2 separate regions of the Gossypium arboreum genome follow, and region 1 is linked to region 2. The links are chromatin contacts, called in public Hi-C maps. All regions are on one chromosome and are shown on one strand. The core of a region is the stretch at or near the end of the contact, and the rest is flanking DNA. Distances in the headings are between cores, read along the strand shown.

Region 1 (2,715 bases), core at 215-2,714, 210 kb after region 2:
TATTAATTGAAAAACTTGAAACATATTTTAATTTTTTTTATATTTTTAAACTAATTTTTATCTCGTGAGATGCAATGTATATAAGTTAAAATACATTTAATCATTTTAAAGTTTTCTAAAGTCGTAAAAATTGAATACAAACATTTTCAATTTTTATTAAAACTTTTATTGAACTAACATATTTTTAATTTTTTTAATATTTCTTAAATGTTATTTGACCATTTAGAATCTAAATGCCACCTTTTTGAATTGTGGCATATAATATATAACCATGCATAACATAATAATAAAAAGAAGAGAATGACAAATGCCTTAGACTAAGTTTCATGTGGATACAGTCAACCTCTGACTGCAATGAAATTCAGCTTTAGTCCGATGTTCACTTCAAATTTTCTAATTCAGCACTTACCTATTCAAAATCAAAATGATTTTAAGCTTTTAATTCTACTCATGGCACTTTAAATAAGTTGAATAATGAAATTAGAAAATATGGAATATTACTATAAAATTTGCTTTTAATATATAAAAATAAAAGCATAAATCTCTGACAAGAATATATAATATAACTATTTTAAATTTATTAGTGACCCGACGTTAAATAAATTCATAACTTTTAAAAGTAACTATAAACATTTTTAAAGTATTTATACTAAACATGAATTGTCAGATAAATTGAAATATATCCATAAGACTTAAATAAAATAAATATAGAATGAAAATTTTATATAGTTAAACATAGAATTTATGTCTAAAGGTGACAACGGACTTAAAATGAAAAATATATATTTGTTATTTACTTATTTTCGTTATCATTTAACGATATAGTTTACAATTTTATTTTCGGCTAATCAAATTAAAAAAATAAAGTGACCAAAATTCCTAAAATTTTAATTATTGTTTACAATTTATAATTAAAATATATATATGGCAAGGTGGTAAATAAAGTGAGCAGGAGGGCTATTTATCGCATTCCATTTGAAAATTTATTGTCAGTAGTATTTTTAACTAAATATTCAAGTCAAGCCAACCTCTACCGTGGCTTTCACCTAACCCCGACCATACCTCACATTTCTTGTAGATGTGAACCAAATTTGTTTCATAAATGGTACTCCAAAGGAAAAAAAACGATTATTTTAACAAATTTAATCTTTTAAAGATACAATTAAATTTTATCTAATTCCAAATTTTATTAAAAATTATAATCTACATTAATTTTATCAAAATTTGATCATCATATTTTATGAAAACTTAAAATTGATCAAATTAAGAAATATTATTAACATTATCTTTAATCGATTACTTGAAACTAACATTTAATTTTTGTAAAGTATTAATATCAAATTCTAATAAATTAAAATAGAAAGATTAATTTATCAGTTTTTATAAAATAGAGACGTGAAATTAGCATTAGATATATTTTTTTTTCTCAAAAAGGAAAAAGAGAGAAAAATTATTACTTAGGAAATAACCAAAAAAAAAAAAAGAAAGAAAGAAGAAGAAGAAGAAAAATGAAGATTATTCAGTGGGCTAACTACCAAAGGCCACGTGACCATCTCTCTCCTGTTACTCCCTGCGGTGTGGTGAGCTACTCCCAATTCCCTCCATTCCATTTTCCCTCTCTTTCTATATAAATCCGCACCTACCCTTTTCATTCCTCATTTCCAGCTTTTCTTTTCTATCCATTTCTCGTCTCGTCTTTTCTTTTCCTTTCGTAAGGCGAGCGAGCCACTGTAATCTTTTCCTTTCGTTACAACTTTCTCTTCAGGTAAACATTCCATTTCCTCCCTAAACCTTTTTTTTTTCTCTCAGATCTGTTTCTTTTTTCTTAATTCCAATTTCTGTCGCTTTTTGATTTCCGATGCTTTCGAGGAAATTTTAAGATACTTTGATTTGTAATTTTTTGCTGATGAATCAACTATATGAAGCTCGAGAGCTAGAGATCTCGCATTTCATTTTTATCATACTGCTTTTTTAACTGCATTCCGGTGATTTGATTTGCTCGTCTTCTTTGTATCGAGATCTGATTCGGTTTAGGTTCGAGTTAGGTGTAGCGTTGGATCCGGCTCTTTCAATTGCTTCATCAACAGCTTCAGTTAACTAGTTAGCGACGTGTTTGTTGAACAGGTCTCTTTGAGTCGAAGCCATGGCCACCGGACAGTTGTTTTCTCGAACAACTCAAGCCTTATTCTATAACTACAAACAACTTCCTATTCAACGCATGCTTGATTTCGATTTCCTTTGCGGTACGGGTCCCTTGCTGATTTCATCTTATATTTAGCTGATCGGCACTCGTATTACGGAATTGTTCGAATTATGTTGTTTTTATCTTTAATTCTTGATCGTTATTATCTTTTATTATTAATTTTCCCTTCTTTTTAAAAAAAAAAAAATTTGTAGGGAGGGATACACCGTCCGTCGCTGGTATCATTAATCCTGGTGCCGAGGGATTTCAGAAACTCTTCTTTGGTCAAGAGGAAATAGCGATCCCAGTGCATTCAACGTAAGATGCTCTTATCTCCTGTTTCTATTTTTAGATAAACTTTTTTTCCCTGTAGTTATTAATCCGTATATTGAAAGTGTTATAGGGTAAATGAACTTTCTACCATGTTACCTTAAAATCCTATAAACCAGCCTGCAAAGTTTAAATCTCTACTACTAGGCTTATGCGATCACCATGTGTAACATTCGATTATGAATAAGGAATCCTTCAATGAT
Region 2 (2,862 bases), core at 151-2,650:
TAGATTCGTTACATACAAATAAGTAACCATCAACAAGCTTCATCTATGCTTCCATTAGTCGAATCCAACAGGATGAAGTATTAGAAATTCCAAGTACTCAAATGGATAAAAAAGCATACTTCCAAAACCAAATCGAATAACACATCGATGGCAATGACCATCATAATGCCAAAGATTTCATTTCAGATATCGGTAGCATGAACTTGAATTCGAAAAGCACAAACACCAGTAAAATTTGCAAAATTTCAAGTCCCCATCCGCAAGAACCATCTTTCTATCCTCAAATGGACAAAAGTGCAGATTTGCAAAAGCAAGTCCAATAATGCAGTAATGACAATGATCATCACGGTGTTAAAGGTTTCCATTTCAGAACCGGTAGCATGAATTGAACTTGAAAAGCATAAACATCAAAGAATTGAACTCGAGCAATAGGCTCAGTGACAGAAGTGAGTTCATCAGGGTTCGAAACAATGACATTATCAAACAAAAAGGGAAAAGAAAATGCAAAACCTGCCAAATGTAGGGATTTTCTCCTTGGGTAGCTTGGCAACCTCTCTCATATACGGCCCTCGCTTCTGTCCTTTTTGCTTGCTTGCTCAATATCTTCCCCAATGTTACATATGATCTCCCATCTTCAGGCCAATAGTATATACACTACAAGCAAAAATACAAGAAGAAAAAATCCATTAAATAAGCAAACTCAATGAACAATGTAACACTATGAAATTCACTAGAACCAAGTATACCCTTTTACCTTCTCCAGTATCTTTTCAGCTTCTTCATATCGATACTTCCTCGCCAAAACCCTGGCTTTATACAATGACAAGTCCAAGTTCACCGCAAGTGGCTTCTCTAGTGTGCCACCGGACTCGCCTCTTTCGGGTTCGAATAGAGGCATCTTCTTGGCAAACTCTTCGAGGCCAGCATCTATACCCGACGGCTTCGAAATGACGTCATCTCCTTCGGCTTCACCATCTTCACTCCCATCATCATTTTCTTCACCGGAAACATCCATGACTGGGCGTCGAACAACAAGGACCTTCTTGAAAGTGTCTTGCTTGGGTTCTAAAGAGTCTTCCCGGTCGGCTTCTTGGTCGAGGACGGGGAAAGGGGGGGAGTTGTTGGCAGTGCATGGAGGGAGGGAGAGGAATGAAGGAGAGGGAAGGCGAGTTTTGAAGGGAGGGATTGTTTTGGAGGTGGATCTTTTGGGGTTTTGAGAAGGCGAAAAGAGAGGAAAGTTCGGTTTTGGTGAAGAAGATGTAGAGAAGAGACGCATGCTTTTGTTCTTTCTTTTTTATTTTTGAAGTTTTTTACTTTTCTTTTGGTTTTAATTGATAAAACTGTCTAATTTTCGTGAAGGAGATTTGCTAGGCGCGCACTGGAGAAGAAGAGACTACCTCTAATTACCAATATGCCCTTCTGCATCTTAGCAGCTATTCAAGTTAATTTTATTTGTATTTGATATGTTTTAAATATTTATTATTTTTATTTCAGAATAAAAAAAATAAAAAAGAATCAGAAAAACATTTCCTTTTGGAAATTTATTCTAAATTTTAAGTTTATGCGTTTGAAAATTTATCATAGAGAACACTAAAAATCAATTCTGAAATTTGCTGAGATGTAAGGTGTTTACGTAATTTCAGGTTTCAACATGGCTGGTCTGAGAAAAGCCACGTAGCTCGCTCTTTTTCAGATGCTCATCTCACCCTCTTCTATTACAGATCTTAGATGGAGGCCTACCATTGGCTTAACAATAACGTCAATATCTTCACCAGCAGAAATATAATATATCCTTCTTACCTCAAATTATCTATGAAAAATATTGTTTTTTAATATATATATATATATATATATCATTTTTTTTAGTCCAAACTAAATTTATGCAAGTAAAATTATTTTGGTATTTAAACTTTGGTGCATTGATGGGAAAGTTTTTAACCTTCCTAATGAAATACCAGACATGGATATTATTTATTTAATTTTTATTTTTAAATGTTAATTAAGTAGAAATGACTACTTTTTCATCCCATTGAATTAAAAAATTTCATATTTTTTTAGAATAATATACCATATGTTATGAAATATTTATGTGGATGTCATTATCAACCCCATAAGTTATAAAACTCTTCCTATACCCCATAAGTCATGACCTTTTACATGCCCTATAATAATTAGAGAGTTATTTTAACCCCTATATATATGGGGCTCATGTACTCATAAAAAATATATAAAAAAGAAGATACACTCTCTCTTCTACATTCTCTCTACACTCTTTCTTCTATCACATTTTAGTTTATTCTTTCATTATTATTTCACAACACGTTATCAGCACGAGTCTCTAATACAAGAAATCAAGGCCAACAAATTTTTCCTTAAAGATTGCCGAAGGACGCTTAGGTGAAGTAAGGGTAACAAGTTGATCTATTTCATTTGCATATGTGTTATTTCATTTGCATATTAACATGCTTTATTTTACATTATTGACTTGTATATTTTGTCTTATAGTTTTATAATGTCAAATCTTACAAAACTTGAATTTGTGGCTCGGACATCACCGAAATAACTATTTATCATGGGTACTAGATGCTGAAATTCACTTAGATGCAAAGGGTCTTGGTGAGACTATTAAGGAGGGAAATGAAGAAAGTACACAAGATAAGGCCAAGGCCATGATTTTCCTTCGCCATCACCTCCATGAAGGTCTAAAGACCGAATATTTGACTGTTAAGGACCCTCAAATTCTTTAGGCCAATCTAAAGGAAAGATATGACCACCAGAAAACTGTGATTTTGCCTAAAGCTCGTTATGAGTGGCTGAATTTAAGATTGCAAGACTTTAAGTCTGTTAGTGATTATAACTCGG

Evidence for each region. A called contact is a pair of places that touch in the nucleus more often than the background predicts.
Region 1: a Hi-C map of leaf shows a contact between it and region 2, with 2.0 times the contacts expected there. The contact joins the promoter of LOC108489332 here to the promoter of LOC108487008 in region 2. A contact is called at or near these places in 2 of 5 Hi-C or Micro-C datasets (both in leaf).

What each region holds. Positions count from the first base shown.
Region 1 is chr10:110,712,346-110,715,060 of ASM2569848v2, forward strand. LOC108489332 (ATP-citrate synthase beta chain protein 2) reads left to right here and starts at 1,465. Exons shown (of 16, transcript XM_053019988.1): 1 at 1,465-1,765; 2 at 2,019-2,243; 3 at 2,398-2,500. The coding sequence starts at 2,144.
Region 2 is chr10:110,505,527-110,508,388 of ASM2569848v2, forward strand. It overlaps LOC108487008 (protein high chlorophyll fluorescent 107), which reads right to left and starts at 1,401. Exons shown (of 8, transcript XM_017791201.2): 1 at 755-1,401; 2 at 511-654. The coding sequence starts at 1,276.